Regions from separate parts of the Mus musculus genome. Here region 1 is linked to region 2. The links are chromatin contacts, called in public HiChIP or PLAC-seq maps. All regions are on one chromosome and are shown on one strand. Each heading gives the region's core, a stretch centred on a gene start, on an enhancer-like site or on the middle of the called end of the contact. The rest is flanking DNA. Distances are from core to core; before and after follow the strand shown.

Evidence for each region. HiChIP or PLAC-seq counts read pairs in DNA pulled down with a chosen protein or histone mark.
Region 1: a contact with region 2 is called in a BATF HiChIP or PLAC-seq map of CD8 T cells, with 16 read pairs. The contact joins two enhancer-like sites. A contact is called at or near these places in 1 of 15 datasets of contacts at CTCF or cohesin (the NIH/3T3 cell line), 1 of 484 Hi-C or Micro-C datasets (nephron progenitors) and 3 of 115 datasets of contacts at active chromatin or transcription factors (CD8 T cells, effector CD8 T cells and memory CD8 T cells).

Annotation. Positions count from the first base shown.
Region 1 is chr4:95,266,849-95,273,980 of GRCm38.p6, forward strand. No RefSeq gene overlaps it. Among named protein-coding and RNA genes, the nearest start is that of Gm32240, 62 kb to the left of the region's middle. Within about 2 kb of position 3,768, at least 35 of the 459 cell types and tissues checked have an H3K27ac peak or open chromatin away from gene starts, as enhancers often do. A contact at or near this core is called in CD8 T cells, where this site is marked.
Region 2 is chr4:95,096,187-95,103,146 of GRCm38.p6, forward strand. The region is part of intron 1 of Junos (a long non-coding RNA gene); the gene reads left to right. Among named protein-coding and RNA genes, the nearest start is that of Junos, 47 kb to the left of the region's middle. Within about 2 kb of position 4,700, at least 51 of the 459 cell types and tissues checked have an H3K27ac peak or open chromatin away from gene starts, as enhancers often do. A contact at or near this core is called in CD8 T cells, where this site is marked.

The DNA of each region.
Region 1 (7,132 bases), core at 2,518-5,017, 170 kb after region 2:
GTTAGTCTAGCTAAGGGTTTATCTATCTTGTTGATTTTCTCAAAAAAACTAGCTCCTGGTTTTGTTGATTCTTTGGATAGTTCTTTTTGTTTCCACTTGGTTGATTTCAGCCCTGAGTTTGATTATTTCCTGCCATCTACTCCTCTTGGATGAATTTGCTTCCTTTAGTTCTAGAGCTTCTAGGTGTGCTCTCAGGCTGCTAGTGTATGCTCTCTCTAGTTTCTTTTTGGAGGCACTCAGGGCTATGAGTTTTCCTCTTAGGACTGCCTTCATTGTGTCCCATAAGTTTGGATATGTTGTGGCTTCATTTTCATTAAACTCTAAAAAGTCTTTAATTTCTTTTTTCATTTCATCCTTGACCAAGGTATCATTGAATAGAGTGTTGTTCAGTTTCCAGATGAATGTTGGCTTTCTATTATTTATGCTGTTACTGAAGATCAGCCTTAGTCCGTGATGATCTGATAAGATGCATGGGATAATTTCAATATTTTTGTATCTGTTGAGGTCTGTTTTGTGACAAATTATATTGTCAATTTTGGAGGAGGTATCACGAGGTGCTGAGAAGAAGGTATATCCTTTTGTTTTAGGATAAAATGTTCTGTAGATATCTATTAAGTACATTTGTTTCATAACTTCTGTTAGTGTATATGTGTCTCTTTTTAGTTTCTGTCTCCAGGATCTGTCCATTGGTGAGAGTGGGGAGTTGACGTCTCCCACTATTATTGTGTGAGGTGCAATGTATGCTTTGAGCGTTACTAAAGTTTCTTTAATGAATGTGGCTGCCCTTGCATTTGGAGCATAGATATTCAGAATTGAGAGTTAATCTTGGTAGATTTTACCTTTGATGAGTATGAAGTGCCCTCTTTTTGATAACTTTGGGTTGGAAGTCAATTTTATTTGATATTAGAATGGCTACTCCAGCTAGTTTTGTTGGACCATTTGTTGGAAAACTGTTTTCCAGCCTTTTACTCTGAGGTAATGTCTGTCTTTGTCCCTGAGATGGGTTTCCTGTAAGCAGCAAAATGGTCCTGTTTCTGTAGCCAGTCTGTCTTTTTATTGGGGAATTTTTTGTAGTAGTCTATGTCTTTTTATTGGGGAATTGAGTCCATTGATGTTAAGAGAAATTAAAGAAAAGTATTTGTTGCTTCCTGTTATTTTTGTTTTTAAAGTTGGGATTCTGTTCTTGTGGCTGTCTTGTTGTAGGTTTGTTGAAGGATTACTTTCTTGCTTTTTCTAGGGTGTAGTTTCCATCCTTGTGTTGGTGTTTTCCCTTTATTATCCTTTGAAGGGCTGAATTCATGGAAAGATATTGTGTGAATTTGGTTTTATCATGAAATACTTTGGTTTCTCCATCTATGGTAATTGAGAGTTTTGTTGGGTATAGTAGCCTGGCCTGGCATTTGTGTTCTCTTAGGGTCTGTATAACATCTGTTCAGGATTTTCTGGCTTTCATAGTCTCTGATGAGAAGTCTGGTGTAATTCTAATTGGCCTGCCTTTACATATTACTTGACCTTTCCCCCTTACTGCTTTTAATATTCTGTCTTTATTTAGTGCATTTGTTGTTCTGATTATTATGTGTCAGGAGGAATTTCTTTTCTGGTCCAGTTTATTTGAAGTTCTGTAGGCTTCTTGTATGTTCATGGGCATCTCTTTCTTTAAGTTTGGGAAGTTTTCTTCTATAATTTTGTTGAAGATATTTGCTGGCCCTTTACGTTGAAAATCTTCATTCTTCATTCTACTCCTATTATCCGTAGGTTTGGTCTTCTCATTGTGTCCTGGATTTCCTGGATGTTTTGAGTTAGGATCTTTTTGCATTTTGCATTTTCTTTGATTGTTGTGCCCATGTTCTCCATGGAATCTTCTGCACCTGAGATTCTCTCTTCCATCTCTTGTATTCTGTTGCTGATGCTCGCATCTATGGTTCCTGATTTCTTTCCTAGGATTTCTATCTCCAGAGTTGTCTCACTTTGGGTTTTCTTTATTGTTTCTACTTTCCTTTTTAGGTCTTAGATAGTTTTGTTCAATTCCATCACCTGTTTTGTTGTGTTTTCCTATAATTCTTTAAGGGATTTTTTTTGTTTCTTCTTTAAGGGCTTCTACCTGTTTAGCAGTGTTCTCTTGTAATTCTTTAAGTGAGTTATCAATACCCTTCTTAAAGTCCTCTACCTGCATCATGAGATAGGATTTTTAAATCTGAATCTTGGTTTTTGGATGTGTTGGGGTATCCACGACTGGCTGAGGTGGGAGTGCTGGGTTCTGATGATGGTGAGCGGTCTTGGTTTCTGTTAATAAGATTCTTACGTTTGCCTTTCTGGTAATCTCTGGATTTAGTTGTTATAGTTGTCTCTGGCTGGAGCTTGTTCCTGCTGTGATTCTGTTAGCCTCTGTCAGCAGTCTTGGTAGTCTAGCTCTCTCCTGAGTCTCAGTGGTCAGTGTGCTCTCTGCAGGCAAGCTCTCCTCTTGCAGGGAAGGTGCACAGAGGTCTGGCGTTCAGACCTGCCTCCTGACTGAAGATGAAGGCCTGAAACAGGGCCTGTCCCAGAAGATGTGTTGCCTCTGCAGTGTGCACACTCACCTGCACAGACTGGTCTGTGAGGTACCCAGGACACAAGATGGCTCCCTCACCTGCTCTGGTGGTCAGAGCCCTTCCAGGCGGCCACTTCCCTGGTGGGGAAGGTGCCCCGGTGTCTGGAGCCCAGGGGTCTGTCCCAGAAGCTGTGTGGCTTCTGCAGTCTGCACTCTCACCTGTGCAGACTGGTCTCTGAGGGACCTGGGACACAAGATGGCTCCCTCCTTTTTTTTTTTTTAATTGATCCTTTTACTAAATCTTTATATAGTTTTACTGCAAGGTTTTTTATTTTGGCAGTGGCATTAAACCTATGTCAGACAAATGTGTACTTCTGAGCTAGATTAATTGATAATTTTGGCAACTATCTGCCCACTCAGGTTGCATCTTTTGTTTGTTTATGATGGCATTTGTTGTATAGAAATTTTCAGTTTTCTCTGGAAAATGGGACCTAAGCCAGTAGTGAGAGAGGAAGAGAGAACAGGAAGGGGATCATGAAATCTACAGAAGAGTTGGTTTACTGATGCTTCCTGTGACTTTGCCACAAGCAGGGCAGGCTGGCTAACCCTTCTATGACACTCAGCTCTGCTTCTAGGCATGGCAAGATCTCTACAGTGTTTTCTGAAAGTGGAGTTTCCCACAGCCTCTGCCTGTGGGGTTGGATGACATGACATGTGTAGGTTAAACACTAGCCAAAAGCCAGCTTTCCCTGTATCCCAGTACATTCAATTATATCCATTTTCTCCTGTATTGTGTGTTTCCAAGGGGCATGGTTAAAGTTTCATTTTATATAAGTAAAGATGCTGACATTAGATGTTATATTATTACTTTCCAGCTTTCTTGTTTTGCTCTCAGTATCCAGAGTTATTTAACAATTTCTACTGCTCAGTTAAGTTTTAAAACAAACAATCTCGTAAAAATGGTGGCAGAGAAAGGAGTCTAAACATATCTCTCATCTATTGTGTCGCAACCATATTAGCCCTGTAACCATGAGACAAGTCAGTGAACCCTGCAAACCTTGGCTTCTCAACCAGAATGGGTTAATTATATTCACCTTGGGGAGGAGGCAAGGAATGAAAGAAGTGATGTTCATAGGAGGTTAACTCACTTCACATTTTTTTTCTCTCCCTTCCTGGCAGAAAGGAACTGGAGTTTCTGTGCATGCCTTGACCAACTTCCTGTTTAGATCTGATAATAGTACGAATCCCCAAATTGCCTGTTAGACACCACAAAAAGATACTACTGTAGCATGTCCTTCAGGGTAGCCACTGTATTAGCTCTTGTCTCATTGCTGTAACACAATGCCTGACAAAAAGCCACTTAAGGGAGGCCTTTTAAGCTCATGGCAGGGAATGTATGGCAGCAGACACAAGAGACAGTTGGTCACACTGCATCCCCATCAGGTACCAGTCAGTGGAAGGAGGAGGTGATACTTTCTCAGCTGGCTTTCTCTCTTTCCCCTTTTGATTCAGTTGGAAACCCCACCCTGTTGGGTGTTAACATCCACATTCAGGGTTGATCTTCCCTCCTCTGTTAAACCTTTCTGGAAACAGCTTCAAGGACATTCTTAGAGATGTCTCCTAGATGATTCTAAACCCAATCACCTCAAATTAACACTGAAGATTAATCATCATAACTACCACCAGGAAAGGTGAAGGAAATAAAGGTGGAAGAAAGGGAAGGAGAGGAGGCAGGTGGGAGGGAAGGATGGAGGGAGGAAAGATGGAAAGGAAGGATGGGGAAAGAAGAGGAAATGAAAGAAGACAGAATAACAAGTCCTGGTAAAAGTTGGAGTTCTTGTGCATTAATGTAGGGAATATGAAATGGTTCTGACTTCTGTACAAAACAGCATGAAGAGCATTGGGGAAAAAATAGGATTACCATGCATGATCCAGCAACTCCACTTCACAACACAACTGTTGTCTTTCTCAGACTCACCCTGTCCCTGTAAGTTTGGGAAATACACTTCTGGATCATATCGAACCAACCTTTTTCTAGCTGATAAATATGTTGAGAACTTGTCTGGTACTGATGACCGCTACTGAATAACTACTGTGTGCTTGAAACTTCTGGTTTATTTTTTATTTACTTCTTACCACAGCCCCATGACTTGTGGACCATTTTCACCTTGAAGAAACTGAGGCAGGCACATAGATGCTAAGTCAACACCATGTAAGCCTCTTATAGAAATCACACAGCTAGTGAGGAACAAAGTTAGAATTCAATCCCCTGCTTTGAAACTCCCAAACTGATCTGTTCTTTGCTCTTGGTCATGAGGATATCCTTTGTTAGGCTTGGAAGAATCTGTAAGAACACCCATAGTGAAATCTCTAGGGTAAATGGAAACAGGGTGTGAAAGACTCTTGTGTTGCTAAATACTGAGTCTTTGAGTTCTGGAATTTCACCACCTCACATTGTTGGAAATTGCAAAGGTGGGTGATTCTCCAGGACAGCCGGCTCACCGTGTGCAGTGCCTCTGTGGAGATAACTCAGCCCATACAGAGTTCAAAAGAAAAGTCTTCCTCAAAGACCTATGGCTGAAAGCATGAGGGTTTATTTATGAAGAACTTCTTTATAATTTTTAAAAATATCATTTGTAGGTTTGTATACCAAAGGTCAAACAAATGTATACTTTAGGGATCAGTAGTCAAGGGAAACTTCTGCAGTTTTTTTGGCAAGGTTGTGGTTGAGACTGACTTTCACAAAGACAGTTCAAGGGAGTGCAATGGCAAAATCAAAGGGAGATTTTACACACGACATGCTTGGTTTATGCCATTTATTTAGTTAAGGGAGTGAAGTGGATTCCATGGCTGGCTGAAAAAGCAATGCTCCTTGGAGCCAGTTCTCCCAGAGCTGCCTTTATCTGCTTCGTGTCTTCCTTTACTAACCTCAAACCTCTTATTTAGGCCCTATCACAATGGTAGCAACTTGAACTTCAACAGCTCTTTCTGCTTGATGAAACCCTTTCACAGGCTGGAGAGATGACTCAATGGGTAATATGTTTGCTCTGGGTGCTGGCTGGTTGTGCTGTTTTGTATTTGTAAACTTGACATAATCTAGAGTCATCTGGAATGAGGAATATTTAGTTGAGGGATTGCCTCCATCAGATTGGGCTGCAGACAAGTCTATGGGGAAACTCCTGGGTAGTTGGTTCTGGGGTCTATATGAAAGTAGGCTGAGCAAGACGTGGAGAACAAGACAGAGAGCAGCATCTTTTATTAGCTCTACTTCAGTTTCTGCCTCCAGGGCCTTGCTTTAGAGTTTCTGCCCTGACTGCCCTCAATGATGGACCATGACTGGGATAGTTAAGCCAAATAAACCTTTCTTCTTCAGATTGGTTTAGTCAGACTGATGGTTTGAATATACTTTGCCCAGAGAGTGGCACTATTAGGAGGTATGGCCTTGTTGGAGTAGATGTGGCCTTGTTGGAGGAACTGTATCACTGTGAACATGGGATTTAGGACCCTTGTCCTAGCTGCCTGGAAGTCAGTCTTCTCCTGTTTGCCTTTGGATCGAGAGGTAGAACTCTCAGATTCTCATGTATCACACCTGCCTGGGCTCTGCCATGCCCCTGCATTGATGATAATGTACTGAATCTCTGAACCTGTAATCCAGCCCTATTAAATGTCTTTATAAGAGTTGCCTTGATCATATTGTCTCTTCACAGCTAAGATAATTAGTGTTTGATCACATTGGAGAAATGTAACTAAGACACTGCACTATCATGGGGACTAGAGTTTGAATCCCCAGTACCCAAACAAGTATGCCAGCTACCTGTAATCCCAGTTCTTGGGCAAGCTGGCTAGCTTGAGTAGCTGGAATTGCCAGGCTCAGTAAAGCTAGAGACCCTATCTCAACCAATAAAGTGGAAAACAATCAAGGAAGACTTCTGACGTCAACTCTGGGCTTCTGGACATAATTCATGCAATTATGTAATGTAGTGTTCCCCTTATGTGTGTACCATACATATGTGTGATAACTAATCTTATCAAAATGGCCAGATCTAGAATCAACTAAAACCCTGGCAGTTGGACACAATTATGAGGGATTTTTTTCGATTAAGTCATCTGAAGTGGAAGACTCACCCTAAATCTGGATCTTCAGAGATTGGAAGACCCACCCCAAATTCAGGTTATGTGAGTATAAAAGTAACTTTTATTCACCTGATGTAATTGTCATCTCCAAGACTTACTGCTTCAGTCTGATAACTTAGGCCTAGTCTGGAAGCTTCTATCCTCCATATGATCTAGGCCTCGAATGCTTTCAGCCTCTGAGACTTGCTGCTGTATAAACTTACCCTTTCTAACTCTTTCTGATTGATCTCTGGCTCAGAAGGTCTGGCTCAAACTCTTCTCCAAGCTGACTGATTCAAACTGGATTCTCTCTCAGTCTCAAACTTTGGCTCTGTTTGACCTCATATTAACTTTAGCAGTATGTTCTAATCATCTGGCTCTTTCTCATTCTCTGGTTCACTGTGACTTCACGTGGGTCTAGCTTGTCCTCTCTTCAGTCTGTCTCTGTAAAACTGTCCTGGTAAAACTGCTTTCCTCCTTTCTTTTCTCTAC
Region 2 (6,960 bases), core at 3,450-5,949:
CCATCCTAACGCTCAGTAGCTACTGCTTTCTCTGACTTTCCAGCCTGTAGGCACATTCATCACGGGATTCTTTTACCTCAGGTCACATGATCCATCCCAACAGAGCCTCTCTGAAGATTGTATAGATCCAGTTGTCTCTGTCTGAAGAATATTGGCCACTACTGAGGGGATCCCAGAGCTAAGGACCCTGAACTTTTAACAGACATGTTTACACCTACCCTTTTTAGAAAGAAAGAACTACCTCTGCTCTTGTACAAACATCTTCAGAAAGATAAACTGGAAAGCAGGCAGTTGGTAAACGGGACACTGGGATGTCTGCCTTACAGCAAGGCCTAAGACATCACAGGACTCTCTGTCAGTCATCGTAGGAAGAGCAATACTTGTGTCCTAGGGGTACAAAATCCTTTACTGTGGGATCTTCTATTCAGCATGGCCCTTGAGCCTGACCTCTTTCTTGGTGCCTTTGCTTGCACAGTTCCTCAGGTCTTCTCATCCTCTGGTCCTTCAGCCCGAGCTCCACAAGAGCTCCTTGACTACTCTAAGCCCTTGGTGAATACTCACACCACATACTCAGTCTAACAAATCTGGTCATGTTGGAAGCTCCTAGAAAGTGCTGGGTACACAGACACCTCTAGTGGCGTTCAGTGTCTGGGCTGACTGACAAGGCATGCACTTTAGTTCCCACTCTGTCTCCTTTCAGTGTGTCACTTTCCCCTTGCTTTAGAGAGCTGCAAGGCCCAGGAGACCGTATTTGGAAATGTTTACCTTGTCAAAGGTGCTATTCATTTCAGCTTTATATAAGGGGAAAATCCTACTAGTCATTTTTACAGTAATTTAAAAACCACAAACTTCATGTTCTTTTAAGTTAGTAAATATATGAAACACACTTCACTCTTAATAGTCTATAAAATCAACATCAGTTTAAATTAATCATCTGTTTGTAGCTTACACACTGCGGTTCAAATCTCAAATGCATTTTTTACAGCAGTGTTTGAAGGCTGATGTTGGAAAGAATGACAGAAGGGACCGCACCAAGCCTGGAGCCAGGTTTGATGCTGGCTCCCATGTTCCCTAAAAGTGATAAAATTACAGCAGCAGACAGAAGATCAGAAACTCAAGAAGTATGAGCCCTCCATGAGACTTGGGGAAGCACACTGGCTTTGACAGCAGCCCAAGCCTGTATTGAGTTCTGCTTCTCCTTATTACTGAACCTCAGTTTCTTTGCTTGTAAGCATTGGAAATGTAATTGAGGAAAATACGTTAAAAAAAAAAAGAAAACATAAAAAAAAAGAGTGTGAAAATGTAACACATAGCATGAGATCACCATGAAGATTGGATGGGGTGACATGTTAAATATTAAGAAGAGCGAGTGGCACATAGCGTGCTCGATTGTTACAGATTTCTTAATCAAAAAGACCTAGATTTGGATGACAGAGGAAGCACTAACAGCTGTATCCTGGCTCCCCCAAGGTGCAGGTCATTTAGAAATTTCTTCCTTAACCCTCAGTTTTCTTCTCTATTCAATGGGGCCATAAATGACAGCAACTTCAGAGGGCTGATTGTGTGGGTGGATTGGAAGATAATCTACTATTTGCTCAAAGAGCGTGCATAGTTAACTGTGTGGAGGAAAGCAGTGGCTGTCACTCACAGTCTGTATTTCACCATTTGTCAGTCTAGGACGTTCTGTTTTGTCACATGAGTTTACAAGCTAGAAGTCATCTTTGTAAAGCACTGACCCCAATGTCAAGTACTTATGAGGTCCTTAGAAGACGGATGCTATTATTTCTAGATCCTTCCTGTTTTGTCTAAGTTCTAGCTCTGGATGAACGGATGAGGCAATTTTGATTTTCCAAGGTTTCTTTGACAGCCCAGAGTGGGGCAAGGAACAAGAGGGGCCCATCCACTGGAAACCACAACCTGAAAATGAACTTCCTTAATCAGCGTGCTGCAGAATTCCTACAGCTGCTTCTCCTTTGGAGTCAATTGGAACCTGCTGGGCCCCCTGCTCTTTTTCTGAGAGGAGCAAATGTCATCCCACAGCCAAGATTTAGAAATTTGCCACACCGGATCAGAAACAAATCCATCTGTGACGAGGTCAAGGTTCCCCCTAGGCCAAGGCCTTAGCTATGGAGTCCCCATAGCCTGCAGGGTGGCCTCCAGCCTGAGGTCAACACTGCCTGTGGGGCTACCAATAAATGCTGTCCTGTCCCTAGCTGGTAACCACCCACATTTCCATTTCAGAAGGTGAGTCACGTTCGGATGTGGACAGTACATTAAATAACAATTTTTAGGATGTGAGTGTCAGGGTTGCACAGCAAGAATGCATTTGCTTTGGAATGGGACCTCTCCCTACGTGCCCAGTCTTATAATCTCTTCCATCTGTCCACATTTCTGCTGAGCCCCAATAGGTCCCCAGGGCCTCCCGAGTGGCGAGGCTGCCCTGGGCACCAGTTAGTAGGAGAGGTTCTTGCCAGTGCCCAGGGCTAGGAGAGAAATCAGGTAGTTGAACAAGCAGCCTGTGAGAAGAGGCCTAACTTGGAATTTACTAGTTGTGCAGCCACAGGTCGTTCCTTGTGTTCTCTGTTTTATATCTCACATGGAGAAAGGTAAGGAGGCTTCATGCTCCCTTAGAGCTCTCTGGTACTTGGATCGTTCACAGATGCTCAGTGAGTGAAAAAAATAGCAGCTGCCATTAATGAAACACTTACTGGGCTCAGCTCTGTGGGAGGCACTAGTGTTTGCCACCCGCTGAACTGAATGCATCAAAGCAAGCATCTCTGATTGGTTTTGGAGAAGAAGGTAGAACGGTGGCATTGGAGCACTTACGACTTGCCAGCTTTTCTCCTATACATCCTCTAGAAGGCAAAGCAGGCTTAAGGAAAGGAAGGAACCTGCCACATTAAGTGTGGAGTCAAAGCATCCTGCCCTGGTGTGATGTTAGAAGGACCACGGGTCTGCTTCCCTTGGGTGCTGAGTCTCCTTGGGTGTTGCTCTTACACAGGAGGGCTCAGGCCAGCAGTACTCCTAAGCACTGCTAGGCTACATAGACAGGAGAAGTGTGAAGGATCAGTGTGAAGCGACAGAGTTCTGCCAGGGCACCGGTAGAAGGACAAGCTGGGCCCCACACCATCCTGTTTCCTACAGTTGTGGTCCTGTTGATTGTTAGAGTTGGTGGCTCCTCTGAGGATGTCCTGGAGAAGAAGTCCCTGTCCATTTTGTAAGCTGGGAGACGATTGCCTTTGCCTGCTCTTGCTCACAGGAGGAAGCAGCAGCAGCCTTTACTGTTGTGATATTCGTCTAAGGACTATGTGCTGTTAAGAGTAGAAGAGCAGAGAGCCTTAGGTCCTGCCTTCCACTCAGGAGCCTTTCGGTCACTGGCCAGATGAGATCTGGGTAGTGATGCATTTTTAGCTCTTTACCAATACTTGTCATAGTTTTGCTTTGACCCTGCACCTTTAAGTGGTAGCTCTGAAGGATTTCCTGGAATGCACTTGTGTCTATATTTCAGGGTCGGGGTTGGGGCGAGGGGCGGGGGCACACTACTTTTCTGATTACTCTCACGAGTGCACAGTTGGCTAGCTTAAAATGGCACACCTGGAGGTGAGTCTGCTGGTGACTTGTCTGTGTGGCTTATTTCCTACTGGAGGCTCTGAGGAAAGGTTTGATTCTTGCCTCTCTTTCATCTTCCATGGTTCCTGGATCTTTGGCCTCAGCCTTCAAGTACTCACAGAGCATCACTGTTATCTAGCTCTGTCTTCCTAGTGCCTTCTTCACTGCCCATCCATATAAGAACATTTGACATTGGATTTAGACCCCACCAGGATCCAGGACCATCTCCTTTTGAGATATTTACCTCTATCTTCCAAAAACCCTCTCCAGATACAGTGACTCTCCAGATACAGTGACTGTCACACATTTCCTGCTGACAAGCCTTTTTGGCCCCATTCAACTCGTCACAAGGGTCAAGAATAACAGAACAAACAAGATGTGACTAATTGCACGTTGTAAGGAGTGAGCAAAAAATGCTTACAAAGGTATAGAGTGGCTTCAAATCCTTACTACTTAAGAGTTCAATATGCAATTATTGACTGAATAACTGAAGAAAGTGTGCCTCGCATAGTGGTGCATAGTGTGTTTTCTTCCTCTGGCTTAAAATTTTTGTCTTCCTTCTCCATTTCTTCCACCTTATTTATTCAGCGTGCTCTGAGGTCCTACTGTGTGCTGGGTTTTTAATTCTAGATATGGAGGGCACTGTAGAGAGTAGGCAAAAAGTTTGATTTTTCTAATACGTTTGTGGTTTAACCTTTGTAAGTGTTACATTGTTACAGTTATGTGTCAATTTGACTGAACTTCAGAGCTTTTTTTCTTTTTCTTTTTTGAGTGTTTCTAAGTTAGTATTTCTAGATGAGAGCCGTGGGTTATTTGGCAGACTTAGTCAAGCAGCTTATCCTCTCTAATGTGGCTAACACTTCTCCAGTCAGTTGAAGAGATGACCTGGACAGAAAAGGGAGGGAGGAAAAAAAATTCTAGCTTTGAATAGGATGATCAGCCTTTGGGGGCTTTGTTTGGTTTTTATGTTCCCATTCATAGTGTATCAATGACACTTCCTGGGATCTTGGGCCAGCCAGCCCTGGACTGGAACCACAATATCCACTCTTCTGTATTTTGGAATTCAGATATGGATCAGAACTAAATCACAGACTCTTCCAAGTTTTCAACTGCTGACTCATCTTGTAAATCCTGGGACTTTCCTGAGTCTGTGGTAATGTCACATGTGCTGATTCCTTATAACTTCTCTCTCTCTCTCTCTCTCTCTCTCTCTCTCTCTCTCTCTCTCCCCCCCCTCTCTCTCATGTGCTATCTCACTATAGAACCTTGATAAACAAAACAATATGACCATCTTTATCTCCATTTGAATGTGACATGGCTTCTTCAGACATCAGCTGTTTTTATCTGCAGAACAGTGCTCTGACTTAGGCAGAGCAAGCACTCTGAGAAGCCTCACTCACAGAGGAGGAAACTGAGGTCCAAGATGGATTCTCTGTATCTGTGATTCCATGGCCCAACTGTCCAGAAGCAGAACACCCTCAACTCCAAAGCCAAGGCCCTACAGGAAGCCAGGTGAGAAAATGGGGCTGATCCAGGTCTCTGAGCCTCTCCTCAAAAAGTCAGAGCTGTGATTAGATCAGGTTTGTGTTTGTTTGTCATTTGTTTGCTTCTTTTGAAGGCAGAGTAGAAGAACAGTTACTCTCACTGTTTGTTGTTATATATAATCACTGGCCATCAATTTAGAAACCTCTTGAGATTCCCCTGGGAAGAAATAAGAGACTGATAATGTGGGCTTAGGCAAATCTTGTAATAACAATACATACCAAGGTCTAATAGAAAATCTCTGCCTAGACTTAAAAGACGAAAAGCACTTACCAATACTCTAGATGAGTCATGGCCAATTTGGGTTTGAAGCAATTTGAGAAGTTATTCCTTTTGGTTCTTTCTTTTTACGGTAAGAACACTAAGGTCCCGGGAGGATCTCTGGCTTGTCAGTGTGTACATCTTGAGAGGAAGACGCTGTCTGCTTAGATACCTCGACAGTCAATGATTGTCTACGATGCACACTGATGCTGTTGACTTGGATGCAGACTGTTTCCTCTAAAAGTCCCTTTCCTCCATGCTCTGACCTCATGGAATGTCACTTCGGGATATCCCATGTTCATGGATGCCGTCTGAGATGTATGTGGCTGCTCACAACCCTGCAATTGTAAGGCTTGAGCCTCAGAAGCCCTGGGTCTCAGTCCCAGTTCCTTCTTACTAACAAGGGAAATATGACCACATGGCTTGCTCTTCAGGCTCTGGTTTCTTGTCATCATAGAGGCCTGAACACAGTATTTATGACTCAGATTTTCTCATGAGGACTATGAGATGAAGCAGGCAGCACAGTGTGGGCACTGTGAGTGCTCAGTAGACCACCCCCAAAAATTGAGGGGCAAGCCCAGTAGTAAAGGGGACCCAGAGCACACTGTCTTCAAGGCTAAGTTGATGCCAGTTCTGTTGGTTCATGAAGCTAACAGTGAACCAACCACTCCTGTATGCTGCAGTAGTGGCAACTGTCCCTGATGCTATAGAAAGTCCTTTTCTTCTCTGATCCAAGCTTTTCCATCTATAAAATGGGCACAGTCAGAACTCCTACTGTGCAGGAGCTGATGGCATTGGTTGGCAAGCCAAGCAAAGGAAATGACTATTCAACCACTTATATCTGCTCACTTACTAAAGAAAAGCTAAGACATAGTTAGTAGAGTTCAATATATATATATATATATATAAGTATGATGAGATTATCATTTTAATTACCATTGTCATCAAGTTTTCTGGGATAGGTGAAGCTCTTGGATGACAAAGACTTTCACAAACATAACTGATCAAACATATCAGAGGAGTCAGACATGGGAGCACCTGCCTGTAGTCCCAGCATCTGGGAGGCAGATGCAGCTGTGAGTTTGAGCCGCCTGGTCTACCTACTGGGTTCTAGGCTAGCCTTGGCTACAAAATAAGACATTAGTTTTCTGTTTTGTTTTGTTTTTAAACAAACAAACAACAATCTACACAACAAAACATTCACCATGTCTGGAATCAAAGTGGAAAACAGCATAAATAAAATGTGGAGAGTTGATTGTACCATCCCCTTGGATAAGCATCTTCAGTGGCTTTAAGAACGAGATCTTGTTTCCCATAAGGCAGGGTTGAATTCTATGTATCCCAGAGTGACCCCAAATTCTTGACCTTCTTGCCTCACCCCCCACCCCCACCCCTGACCCACATGTTCTCAGAGTTCAGGCATGAGCCACGTCTGCTTAGTTCTGGCCTCTACTTGGAACACCTTTGAGGTTCTTCTTTCCATCAGGACTCCTCACTCCACCCCATCACTTAGCCTTTCCACCCATCTCACATCTCCACTCTGATACG